Regions from separate parts of the Zea mays genome. Here region 1 is linked to region 2. A link is a contact called in public Hi-C data. All regions are on one chromosome and are shown on one strand. The core of a region is the stretch at or near the end of the contact, and the rest is flanking DNA. Distances in the headings are between cores, read along the strand shown. Region 1 holds the start of LOC103626062 (protein DEK). Region 2 holds the start of LOC100285753.

What was found. Hi-C and Micro-C count contacts between places; a contact is called where the count stands out from the background.
Region 1: a contact with region 2 is called in a Hi-C map of ear, with 1.8 times the contacts expected there. The contact joins the promoter of LOC103626062 here to the promoter of LOC100285753 in region 2. A contact is called at or near these places in 2 of 25 Hi-C or Micro-C datasets (ear and leaf).

Annotation. Positions count from the first base shown.
Region 1 is chr5:19,972,481-19,979,447 of Zm-B73-REFERENCE-NAM-5.0, forward strand. It overlaps LOC103626062 (protein DEK), which reads left to right and starts at 5,297. Exons shown (of 12, transcript XM_008646442.2): 1 at 5,297-5,708; 2 at 6,473-6,967. The coding sequence starts at 6,527.
Region 2 is chr5:19,631,862-19,639,058 of Zm-B73-REFERENCE-NAM-5.0, forward strand. It overlaps LOC100285753, which reads right to left and starts at 3,817. Exons shown (of 1, transcript NM_001158643.2): 1 at 2,301-3,817. The coding sequence starts at 3,789. The coding sequence ends at 2,440.

The sequences.
Region 1 (6,967 bases), core at 4,047-6,546, 340 kb after region 2:
GCGTAGTTGCACTGTTCACTGTAGACTTTTGCAAACGACCGTTGGCGCAGTTAGCCGTTGCTCCGCTTGCACACCGGACAATCCAGTGAATTATAGCGGAGTGGCTTCCCAAATTCCCGAAGGTGGCAAGTTTGGAGTCGATCTCCCTGGTGCACCGGACACTATCCGGTGGTGCACTGGACAGTCCAGTGCGCCAGACCATGGCAGCCTTCGGTTGTCTTTTGCTCTTTTTATTTGAACCCTTTCTTAGTCTTTTTATTGGTTTATGTTGAACCTTTGGCACCTGTAGAACTTATAATATAGAGCAAACTAGTTAGTCCAATTATTTGTGTTGGGCAATTCAACCACTAAAATCATTTAGGAAAAGGTGCGAGCCTGTTTCCCTTTCAGCGACGAAGAGTCAGTCTCGTAGTAGACCATCTTCTTCATCTTCTTTTTCTTGTCGCCACTCCGATGCGACTTGTGAGGAGGTGATCCCTCCTTTAGCTTGTTGCCGGATTCCTTCGATGGAGCCTTCACGTGGCTTGTGGCGAGCTTGTCGCCGGTCACGATCTCCCTCTTGGCGTGATCGAGTGGTTAGACTCTAATGAAGTATCGGGCTCTGATACCAATTAAAAGTAGCCTAGAGGGCGGTGAATAGGCGGAATCTGAAAATTATAAACTTAAGCACAAACTACAAGCCGGGGTAAGCGTTAGAATTAAACCCGAGTCCGAAAGAGAGGGTGAAAAACAAATCAAAAGCAAATAAAGCGGATGACACGATGATTTGTTTTACCGTGGTTCGGTTCTTGAAAACCTACTCCCCGTTGAGGTGGTCACAAAGACCGGGTCTCTTTCAACTCTTTCCCTTTCTCAAACGGTCACCTAGACCGAGTGAGCTTTCTCCTTAATCAAACGGGTCACTTAGACCCCACAAGGACCACCACACAATTGGTGTCTCTTGCTTTGATTACAAGTCTCTTAGAGAACAAGAATGAGGAAGAAGAAAACGATCCAAGAACAAGAGCTCAAAGAACACGAGCAAAACACTCTCTCTAGTCACTAATTGTTTGGAGTGAATTTGGGACTTGGAGAGGCTTTGAATCTTTTGAATTGTGTCTAGTATTGAATGCACCTAGCTCTTGTATTGGATGGGATGTCTGAAAATCTTGGATGCTTGGAGTGGTGGTGGTTGGGGGTATTTATAGCCCTCAACCACCACATAGCCGTTGGGGAGGCTATATGTCGATGGGCGCACCAGACAGTCCGATGCGCCACCGGACACTGTCCGGTGCGCCAGCCACGTCACCCAACCATTAGGTTCTGAAGATTCTGACCGTTGGAGCGCTGTCTTCATGTCACACCGAACAGTCTGGTGCTGCACCGGACAGGTACTGTTCACTATCCGCTGCGCTTCTGACGCTTGCTCTGACTTCTACGCGCACTGTTCACGCACTGTTCACGCTTTTGCAGACGACCGTTGCGCTGTTAGCCGTTGCTCCGCTTGGCGCACCGGACAGTCCGATGAATTATAGCGGAGCGCGGCCTCAGAAACCCGAAGGTGAAGAGTTTGGAGTCGATCGCCCCTGATGCACCGGACACTGTCCGTGGTGCACCAGACAGTCCGATGCGCTAGACCAGGGTTCTCTTCGGTTTCTTTTGCTTCTTTCTTTTGAACCCTAACTTGGTCTTTTTATTAGTTTGTGTTGAACCTTTATGCACCTGTAGAATACATAATCTAGAGCAAACTAGTTAGCCCAATATTTCTGTTGGGCATTCAACCACCAAAATTATTTATAGGAAAAGGTTTGACCCTATTTCCCTTTCAATGACACACTAAAAAAGACAGGTATTCATGGTACGAACTAAATGTAGGTTTGAGTCACTGTAATAGTAGCAACTCCACTAAACTCCATCCTGTTATTACTATATATTTGTAAAAAAAATTCGGATCTCACCCAAGCTGAGTTTTTTGGTTACAAAATTCTGGTCCCATTCTTTGTATTACTTTTGCAGCTCTATAGCAATTAAAAGTTTATCTAGAACAAAATGCTTTTGCTTAGGAATAGAGATTCAAATCCTTTTAGCTTAATCTATTGATAAATTGATATCCACACGAATAATATGTAAGGTAAGGAATCAACCTTTATCCGGGATAGATGAACAACACCAAAGCACATTGGGCATGGCTCACAGGATGCATAAATTTCACAATCCGACAACACAATTTTTCTGAGCTTTTTGCAAGCCTCGTTTACAAAAGATACATTGGTTATAAGAGATGAGTATTCTCTTGCCTTAACAATGGAAGGAAGATTTTGTAGAATGTAGTGAGGTTGAGAAGAGGCATGTATCGACAAATACACAGGCAGAAAACATCAAGCAGGAAGGTGGAATGTGTGGTAGTCGCAAAATATGAACCTGGTGGATTGTAAGGATCTGACGACAACCATTACATCAAGCATTCTCATTGGGCGACAGATACCTGCAAGCATTCCAACAAACATCCCAAAAATTGAATATATCTAAAATATCAAATGAAACTATGTTTTACTGAACGTTTAGGCATATTCTGAAACAAAGAGGATGATTACAAAATCTATAAAACAAACATGCAAGATGAATATCTTATAATTTTTGAGAGAAATGAAACTCTTGCACAAGAGGAAATTGATGTCGTTAAACAAGTAATTCTTTTTCTTATTAGCATATATCAACGCAAAAAACAAAAGGTGCAAAACCATGTTTTCAAACACAGTTGCATTTGACAACAAAGCTATTAACATCATGTTAAACTACAATGCAAATATCTAACAAACAATCGATGCCAAATCTTAGTTCTAGATATTTAGATTGCCATATGAAGATACCAAAGAATGACAAGAAACTTTTTATCGCACTTTCCTTGCAACAAACAATTTTATGCAATTGTACTTTAAAATATCGTAAAACTTATCTCACATATCCAATAAAGGAATTGCAACACCAAATTAATAAGTAATGACTACTGCAACTGCTAGCTCTTGGGTCTATGAGAGTATGAGTATTAGAGAAACTAAATAAAATCAATAGCAGCACACAGAATATGGTAAAAACGAGAACACTATCATACAATCGGTTATAGGTTTGCGACACTGTAAATCAAAGCAATCCCTAGAGTTCAAGCATATAGCTTATAATTTTAACTAAAGGAGAAACATGAGCCAAAAGAGAAGAATATGATAGCACCTCCACTTCAGAATCTGAAGAAATAAGAATCCTGCTTAGAGTTGATGCTCTCAACTTTCTTCGGAGGGGACTGCTTCTTAACCGGCACGGCCTTTTCAGGTAGTCTTTTGCTTCTTTACACTCATGACCTTCTCAATCTCATCTTCTGCATTTCTCTTACCTGCTCATTTTGATTAAAAAAATCTTGTGACTTAGTGATAAGTATGGTACATACAAATCAACAAGACAGACACATTCAACAATTATTACAATGCAACAACAGAGATATGAAATGTCTTACCCTTCTTTGTAGATTTCTCCTCTAGAACCGAGGCAGCAGCCTTAACACTGGACTTCTTGTTTGGCTTACCCATAATGCCTCAGCTAAAAGAAATGGGAGCACTAATTTAAGAATAAGGCATTTACAATACTAATACATCACGGAAGGAACACATGAAGCCATCACTTTGTAGAAAATTTGATTGACATTTTGAATGGGGAACTAAAGTGCAAAAGCTCAATTTGGTTTCGGGAACATGAAGTCCAAAAGATTCCATTGTATTGAGAGGATGGATACACTGGGTAGTAAAGGTCATTAAGGCTATGGACTCATTTGTTCAGAACCTGAAAAATACATTACCAAACATAGAACAAACAATTCCCTCATCGTGGTTTCATGAAAATACAACTAGGTAGCGACTTGCTACAAAGGCATCATCACAAACATCTGAAAAACTCTGAAAAATAGAAAATGAATTAACATTCCATGTTGCATATTTAGAAGTTGGAAACAAGAGCAAGTGACCAACCTATTGATTGCTAGTTTTTTGTAGTTGGGCGTGGTTTGTTGTTCGCCTGCAGGCTACAGAGTAGGGCGCCACTCCCTACCCTGACGGCCCTCAGTCCTTGATATGCCCGCATGGCCTCTCTCCTTCAAGTGGACGCGTCGTCGATAGAGGTTGAGCCATGATGTGGCTGTGCCGCCTCTCGATTTGGCCAGCGATGAACTCCTGCGGGCCTTGGAGCCCCCTCGGCGAACGTAAGCGAGGTGGACGCGCCCGGATGGTGAGAGAATGTGTGGTGCGTACCCGAGGACGAAGACATCGGTGCCGAGGCAGAGTAAAGATATAGATTTTAACCGTTGTCGTCGTCTAGTTTTATTATTTAATATTTTTAAAGATATTTTATTTATATAATAAATTTTGTGACACTTATTTCTACACAGAGTTATTATACATGTGAAATTTGATTCTGGCATACATAATTACATATGTAATACATCTGGATGTATCGTTAAATCCGGGCGCCACGTTTTGTTTTGTTCTGTTCTCAACCACCTACTACAGCTGTCCGCATTAGGTATTTAGGGGCAAGGATTAAGGACTCAAAGTAGAATAGTGAAGTGAAGCGACAGCCGACAGTAGAAGATTTTAGCACTTCCCCTCAACTCGATTTAGAGGGTGTTTGGTTAGAGGGACTAAAGATTAGTCTGTAGTTTTTATTCTCATTTAGTCCTTTTTTTGCCAAACACTAGGACTAAAATATGAACTAAAATGATTTAGTCTTTAGTCCTTCACATATGTGCTAAAAGGGACTAAATCATATTAATTCCACATTTACCCCTCATTTAGTTCAATTGTACTAATAGCAGGAGAATGTTAAATGCTATTTTAGTCTTCTTATGAGTCATTTAGTATATTCTTACTATTTTAGCCCCTAGAACCAAACATGTTATGGACTAAACTTTAGTCCCCTAGCTAAACTTTAGTCCCTAGACTAAGAGAGTGTTTGGTTTCTAGGGACTAATTTTTAGTCCCTACATTTTATTATATTTTAGTTCTAAAATTACTAAATATAGAAACAAAAACTTTATTATAGTTTCTATATTTGATAATTTATAGACTAAAATAAAATAAAATAATGAGACATTAGTCCCTATAAACCAAACACCCCCTAAAGAAACCAAACATAACCTTACTTTCCCATGCGGCCAGCAGTAGCACCGCGCCCTCTTGTTTCAACGGCAGCCAAGTACGGACCGGAATTCGGAGCCCGAAAGCGACGCCCCTGCCCCCAGTCCCTGTTCAGCGGCTGCGGCCCACGGCCCACGGGCCCGTACCAGCAGCGCAACGCTCCTGCCTGCAGCCCTCTGCACACGCCCGAAGCGTCCGCGAACGGCAAAGGACGTGGCGAGGCCCACAGCCAGCGTCCCGTGCGCGGGGGCCTCACCAGGCAGCGTCCCACGTGATGGCGGGGCCCGCGCCTCCCGCGCGCGGGCGATTGGACTCCGTGCTGGGGTCCGATCCGATCCCGACCCGGCGCCGCAACCGCTGCTGCTGACAAAAAATCACCAGAAATAAAATAAATAAAAATCCCACAGAAGAAAAAAAACACCCCGAAAATTCTCCCTCGCTCTCTCTCAGTCTCTCTCTCCGTGAGGGAGGAAGTTGGGCTTCGTTCTCGAGTACTCTTCGTTCTCAGGCGGCCCCCGGCTGCTTCTGCTGGTCGCCGCCCAGCTCCAGGTACGCGCGAGGGCCGAAAAAAACCTCGTCTCCCTTTCCTCTAGCTAGCCTGCTCGAGATTGTTCGTACTTTTGCTCCGGGCCGGGTTGCTGTCGTCGTCGAGCTGGCTTGCACTGCACCGCGTGCGAGCGGCAGAGGAAGCTCAGTTTGGGGTTTCTAGGGTTTTGGGACGAGCACAGGGAAGGCGTCGCTCTTCTGCTCGGGTAGAGTATAGCTGCGCGGCGCTGTTCTCTGAGTTCAGGGGACGGCTTCTGGGCTGCGGCAGAGCTGTGTGCCGCCCAAATCCGGCAAATTCGGTCCGAGTTGCTTAGGGTTTGGATGCGGAAGCCGGGGTCCCTGGCGCCGTGCTCTGCGGTTCCTTGGTCCGTGTCCTGCGATTGTGTGGTTCCCTCTGCAACTGCCTGCAGGCTTCGCTGAAATTTGGGGTTCCTGCAACGAGTTGGGCTTACCTGTCAATTAGCCCTTTGGGCTAATGCCTGCAATTTGATCTCCTCCGCCGTTGTCTTCGTCAGAGCTTACTTGTTGGAGGCCCTTTAGCATTCCTTTTACTCTAGCTAAGACTATGATGCGGTGTTTTTATTCTTCCATTTTGCCTTCTTGCTTTCTACTTGACACCATTGTACCTCAAAGTTCAAATCTTCCTAACAATACCCACATAGCACGCACCGCAGCATGCCACTGTTTCCTTTCTTTTGTCAGTTTTTTTATTCCCCACTGGGTCCTGTATCTCAGGTTTCCTCACTAGGGTTACCATTTTAACACAGTTATTAGAGAAATAAGGGCCAGCCTGGTTGCCCGAGGCTGACCCAGCACCTGCGATGGAGGAGAAGGCTGTCACAAATGGAGCGGCAGCTGCTGATGTTGCTGCTCCTGATAATAAGGATAACACCAAGGAAGAGGTTAGCAAGAGCAAGGAGCCAGTAGCGAATAAGGATGCTGAAGAGCAGAACAAAGGCTCGGAAAATGGTGCTGAGGGCCATTCAGGTGGAGATGTCAATATGGCAGAGGCTGAGATCACTGAGGAAGGTGGTGGTGGTGATGCTGGTGCGGCAAAGCAGGTGGATTCTGGAGATGTCAAAACGGATGCCGATACAAAGGAAGATGCCAATGCGAGAACAGAAGAAGGTGAAGATGCCAAGATGACTGAGGCTGACGTAGGAAGTACAGAGGTCAAAGATAAAGAAGAGAAGGAAGATGAAGTTGAGAACACAAATGAGCAGGATGAATCGAAGGAGCAAGAGAAAGGTGCTTCGGCTGAG
Region 2 (7,197 bases), core at 2,567-5,066:
TGGCTTGGCTTTGCTGGCCGGTGGTTGCGTAAGTGCGAGCGAAACTGATGAAAATCAGAAAATGCTCTGGAGAGACGAAGCACATTGACGGACGCTGCAGGCTGGAACGTGTGGAACTGAAACCCCTATGCTGGCAGGCGGCAGCACGCACGCACGTACAAGTACATATACAAATACAACACAAAAAGGTTGGAGTCCAAGCGAAGCAGCTCTCGAGAAGGAAGGGAGGATTGGAGGAAGCAGCAGAAGCCAGCCTTGGCCATGTGTGAGTGTGTCTGTACTCTGTACTATGCAGCTGCAACTGCAAGAGGCAAGAGGGAAACAGTAGACTTGTTTTTACAGGATTCAGATGGACCGTTGGTTTCCAGTCAGGGCCGTACGTACTGACAGTGCTGTCGTCTGCCGCTCCAGACAGGCAGGCACTTCGTCGCACGCACAGCCGAGGAGGCGTGACGCCCACAGTTGCAGTTGCAGCCGCAGATGCGGCAGGCAGCACAACGTAGAGGTGAGTAATGAAAGAGACGGCCGGACTGAGTTGCGACATGTATGTAATCAAGAACTTGAAGGAGCGTCAGACTATTACAACAAGGGATTCATTTAGACCTACTGTTTTGTGTAATAATGAAGACCACGAGTTGACTGCCCCCATTCTCTCTCTCTCTCTCTTTCAGGGGTCACTCGCCTTACATCCTTTTAATAACTATAGTGCAAACTGATAAGGGTTGTAATGGGGTCACAGTGAGAGAAAAAAACATGTCTAGACAGTTGTGAAGTAAGTGGTAAAGAAGCCGTCATCACATTTTTATAAAAAAAAAACTGCAATAATAGCTCTCGCTCTTACTATTAAAGCACATCAGACATGAACATGGCGGTGTTGGTAAAAAATAGTATGTCACAACTCACAATGTGTAAAGATTATACAGACATTATTTAGCTCGAAGAGAGCCGACAAAGATGACCTGGCCGAACTTCTAAAGTTCATAGCCTGATACCTCATGTTCCTTCACTCATCTTATCGTCACCAGATTATTGCAGCAAACTGTTATAAAAATGTATGTACAAAAAGGCCTATATTAAGTGGATTTATATCTGCGAAACTCGCTATCAACTTTTCTATTGTAAGGCTGTTTCCAGCGGCTTACTCATTATATCTCTAATTTCATCTTTTATTTTAAACTTTACTACATGAACAGTGCAGTGTTTTGTATGACTATATACACGATCTGCTAGATACAGCTAATCACAAGCCACATACATAAACGTCAAAGAGAAAATCCAGTGAGACCTGGAAATTCCAAACTCCAATATTAATACCATATTAGCAGCTATTGTACTTTTCTATAACCAAGACATGTCAACACTGGACATAAGAAAATGAAATTGAGACTATCCTCCATAAAAAATGCAAATGCACTCTTAAGCTATATATGTGAAGTGAATCTGAATATGAGTTAGTTATATGTCTGAAAAATAATAATAAATCAAGATCCATTCAAAACCGTACTATTTGGGGAGTAAATATAACAAGATTTATAAGGGTTTAGACTTCTGACGAGGCACCCAGGTTTAAACATAACTCTGCAAAAATGAGAAATATGAATGTATAGAGAACAAATGATGCATCCTCATTCCTTGAAGAATAGGAGAAACAGCAAGCTGCCAGTCCGCATCAACCTCCCTCCTTTAAGCACATCCGTTGTGTGAACATGAAGCTGCAAACACTGATACAGTATCTTTTGTTGCCTCCACTGTCAGACCCAATGCCAACAGTAGCTTTGTTTCTATGTTCCAGGATGCTATGTAAGGCCATGAAGAAATCATTAGTAGCAGAATGCATATGGGAAATCAGGAAGTGAGACACCCTAATATTGAACTGGGCTACCAAAGCAGTTCTCAGGATCATTTTGTGGAACAATGTAGCACAGTAGTTTTTTTTCAGTGAGATAAGGGCTCAGTTAAATGGTGCTGAAAAGGCACCTGGGTGCTCAATTTTAAGAAAAGTTACAGCAGACTGAAAACAAATCCATCTTCATTACCTATGTGCAGTCTGTCAAACTTTTTTGTTCACGAACAAAAAATAAAGAACGGTTCCTCTAGAAAAGACATATTCATGGACTTATGGTTAGACAGTTCGAGAAAATTTCCATGATATATAAAATGCACACAAAATGTTCCTATTATTTTATTTGAAAATCACAGATGTTACTCCCCTAAAAAACTCACATGTAACAATATAAACAGATGGGCATGTACCTAAGTTGGGGCATACAGAACAAGATTAGTAGTGGAAAATATGACAGGAATTCCAAATATCTTCATATAATAAATCAGTGCACGGACCAGTAAAATTAACACTTGCAGAAAATTACGAGCTAATCATTGGTAAAGGTGCCGATCATGAACTACAATGGTACAGCAATAAGCAATGTTGCGTGCATATTAAAACATCACAAGATTTGTGGAGCACTGCACGACAAATTCCTCAAGCAGTGTTCTTGTGAGCACGTAAAACAGAACGCCGAGGGCAATGGACACTGGTAGGGCCGGCAATGCCTTGCGGAAGAATGCCAGCAGGAGCAGAGTGATGCCAAGCCCTGCAATGATGGCAAGGTAGCAGGCATACACTGTCATGTAGTCATACATCGCTGCCCTGCCGACCAAAACGCTGTAGAATATGAAGTCCCCCAACCCAAGCTTGATCGCCCCAGATGAGCTTAATCCAATGCCATCTTCATCTTCCACCTCTTCTTCAGATCTCTGAGGGCGTGGCTGGATCAAAGGTACCATCATTTCAGCAACAGCAACTCTATGCTCCTGCAATGCTGAAACTTCCCCAACTTGTGCGACAGTAGAAGAATCAGAGGAGCTCAAAGCAGCCGCCAATGTCACCCTGGGCCTTGAATTACTAATATCACCAGCAAGAGTGGCAGGTTCATGAACTTGGGATGCCGAACTGTTTCCAGAGTCAGGCTGAAGTACCTCCCCAATCACCTCAACCGTGGAACTGGCATCCAAATCCGCGCCAGGTTGCCTCCCTTCCCTCCACAAGCGCCAATTCCGGCCATGGCGGGGATCCACCGGTCTGGCCTCGTAGACCAAGGCCGGGATCTCCTCGTTCCTCTGTATGGCCAGCTCGAGCAGCACCCTCAAGGGGCCACCAGGGAGCAGCACTGCCGCGAGGTCGTAGATGGCCATGGCGACGAGCAGCGCCCAGGTGGTCCACTCGGGCAGCAGCGTGAACCAGAAGGCGGTGAGTACGGCGACGGCGACGAGCGCGGCCTGGTGGAGCGCGATGGGGACGGAGGCCGGGACCAGCGCGGCGAGCGCGAGCGCCCCCGCGGCGTTGGGCAGGAGGAGCGCGAAGGAGACGGCGTCGAGCGGGAGGCGGAGGCGGGAGAGGAGGAGGAGCGCGACCTGGCCGCCGAGGACGAGGAGGACGGAGAGCGCGGAGAAGCCGAGGTAGGCGCGGAGGCAGGGCGTGCAGCGGAGGTAGAAGAGGAGCGCGAGCAGGAAGGTGGCGGCCGTGACGGCGACGACGAAGGTGAGGGCGGTGATGAGCGCCGTGGGTATGTCGTCCCCTCCGGAGACGCCGCCGGTGGCGGCCGCGATGGAGGCGGAGAAGGGCGACGGGGAGGAGGGCGAGGAGAGGAGGGAGACCAGGAGCACGACGAGGAGCATGCAGGCGGAGACGGGGTAGACGATGCGGGTGATGTCCTCGCCGAGCGAGTCCAGCACGGTGGTGCGGGCGGGGCCATCAACGGGGACGGCGGCAGCGTCGGCGTCGGCCATTTGGTGGATGTGGAATGGGGATCGCTTCCGATCCGTTGTTGGGACTTGGGCCGACTTGTTTTACGCCCGCACCCGATCAGTTAACAACAGATCAGTGCTGTGTACCTCACTCTTGTTTCTCCATAATTCTCAAGATTTGCCAAGTCTAAATGCCTAATCTCAAGTTCATGGAGCTACTTGATTCTCCATCAATGCCCGAAAAAAGTGTCTTTTATGTTTGCAACTAGGGCTAGATATACTCGCTAGGCTCGACTCGTCCGAGCTTACTTGTTAAGCTAACGAGCTAGCTCGGATCGTTTAGGTCGCGAGCTCAAGAAAAAAACAATATATATAATAATCAATTTATAGTTAATTTTAAGCTAATTTAACAATAGAAAATAATAATTATATTTATATTTTCACGGACCATATCAATGTAACACCAAATTAACATAATTTATCACTCATGAATTCACAATTCATCAATCATTAGTTTAATTCATAGAACATAAACACCACATAGACATATAAGATGTTCATCAATTATTAGGTAAATGGTATAGTTTGGTTTTGCTAAAATGTGGTAGCTCGTTTAACTCGCGAGCTGGCTCGTTAACGAACCGAGCTAGGATATCAGCTTAGCTCGTGAAATAATTCAAACGAGACGATCCGAGCCAAGTCAAACTGACCATGAACTGAGCGAGCCAACAAGCTTTGAGTATTTCGTCCAACCCTATTTGCAACAACCTAAAACAAGCCTGCTATGCACATGCACTAGGGTACAACAAAAAATGATGAGATACCATGGCGCTCAACAAAAAATAATGGAGTGCTCCCGTGCCTATGCTTCAATGTTTTTCTTCCTTAGCCAATCACATATTACTAGCTAGTTATCCATAATTTGCTACAGTTGTTATATAATTATTGCTTATTTTCAAACAGTAAGCTATGTGTGATTTGGTGGTGACCTCAAATTTTTGGAGCAAAGAGGGTGTGTGTTTTAGTACTAGCTCTGGACTATTTTTTTACAGCGACGCCCCCACGTGTGGAGGTGCTCACATTAGATTCTTTTAATTTCTATGTCGTAGGCTTCTCTTTAATTTTTTTCACTTTGGCATGCATTTGAACGTGCAGTTAACAATTTTTATGTCTTTTTTTAATTACGCATGTCAATCTGTTGCAAGGACAACACGTCTTAGACTACTATCTTGCTTAAAATATAAAATAACTGCAAAATTAGGTCCGTTAAAAAATCCATATCCATGATGTGTACAGAATTTTGCCCAAAACCATGCTTATGCGGGTTTCGGGTACCCAACAGGTTTCCCATACCCACTAACATCAACATAAAAATTAATTCATCAGATAAATGATAGTCAATATAGTAATAAGTTAGGATAAAAGAAATAAGTAACAACTAATTTTAGCTTAAACTTTGTTACATGAAGTTCATTTCACTTAGAACATATTCAATTAATAATATAATGAGACATATCTGTAAGATATGTTGATTTTAAAGCGGGTTTTAAAAACCCATGGGTTTGCAGGTATAGGTAGTGGAAGAAAAAACTCATGCCCACGTATAGGCATGGGCAAAAAGAACCGGAACCGAGGAACCGAAATAACCGAGAACCGAAACCGAACTAACCGAACCGAAGGAACCGTTATGAAATTCGGTTCTGGTTTTTTGAGAACCGAAATAAATGAGATATTTTCGGTTCTGCACTCCAAAGAACCGAAAAACCCAAAAGTATTAGATTCAATTTGTTACATGTGTTTGTAACTTCGGATGTTGTGTTATCGACTTATGTTGAACCTCTAATCATCCATGTATTATCTATGAAATTATGGTCATTGTGCACTTGTGGTTGTTTGTGGGGAGATGTTGCTGGAATTTCTCACAAAAGTTATCGTTATTCAAAATTTTAGAGTGGTTGTTATAGTTCGGTTAGAACTGAAGAACCGAGAACCGATCTAGTCGGTTTTGGTTTCTTTATCTTGCTATTTCGGTTCTAGTTTTTGAAGAACCAAATTTCTACAAGAACCGAGGAACCGAACCGAACCGAAGAACCGAATGCCCAGTCCTACCGACGTACCCGCTGGGTTTCTATTTGAACCTATTAACAAACCCATGGATAGAGAAATTTGCTCAAACTCATACCCTAAGAGCTAGTTTGGTGAAAGGGAAATGTGCCCTTGGGCCATTTCTAAGTATTTTGGTGATTAAGTGTCCAACACAAGTGCCTAAGTGTTAAATTGTGCCAAGGACTCAAGAAGTGCAAATCAAGATTAAAGGTATGTTTCTAGACTTAGTACATTGTTTTGAAGACTAATGTATTGTGTCTAAGTGCTAGAAACAGGAGAAACAATTATGGAGAAGTTGGCTGTGTACAGCCAAAATGCTGCTCGGTCTGGGTGCACCGGACTGTCCGGTGCGCCAGGCTGGCGTCTGTCAACTGGCTGCTCTCGGGACTTCGACGACGGTGTACGGCTATAAATCACCGGACTGTCCGGTGAGCCAACAGTCGGCCCAGCCAACGGTCGGCCGCGTAATCCGCGCGCGACGCGTGGCAGAGCCAACAGTCAGAAGGGGGCACCGGACTGTCCGGTGCACCAACGGTTCTGAATTTCCAACGGTCGGCTTCGCCAAAGAAGGAAAGAAATCCGCACCGGACAGTGTCCGGTGGTGCACCGGACTGTCCGGTGCGCCAGGCGACAGAAGGCAAGAATTGCCTTCCTGGAATGCTCTCAACGGCTCCTAGCTGCCTTGGGGCTATAAAAGGGACCCCTAGGCGCATGGAGGAGTATACCAATCATTCTCTAAGCATTCCTAAGCACCAAGACTCCAATTCCGCGCATTTGATTATTTGTGATAGCAACTAGAGCTCCATTTGAGTAGAGAACTCTTTGGGTTGTGTTGTGAGCTCGAGTTGTGACTTGTGTGCGTATTGTGCTCTGATTTTGTGTCTTGGGTGCGTTGCTCATCCCAGCCTTACTTCCGTGCTTCTTTGTGAACATCATATTGTAAGGGCGAGAGACTCCAAGTTGTGGAGATTCCTCGCAAGCGGGATATAGTAAAAAGCAAAACATCGTGGTATTCAAGTGGGTCTTTGGACCGCTTGAGAGGAGTTGATTGCAACCCTCGTCCGTTGGGACGCCACAACATGGAGTAGGCAAGTGTTGGACTTGGCCGAACCACGGGATAAACCACTGTGTCTATCTGTGTTGATCTTCTTGTGGTTATCGTGTCTTGCAAGAACTCTTCTCTAGCCACTTGGCTTTATTGTGCTAACTCCTAACAAAGTTTTGTGGCATTAAAGTTCAAATTTTTACAGGATCACCTATTCACCCCCCTCTAGGTGCTCTCATTTGGGAGCCACAAAACCGGAGAGGATTGGAGGGGCTAAAATCTCCTTCCAAATTTGTCGG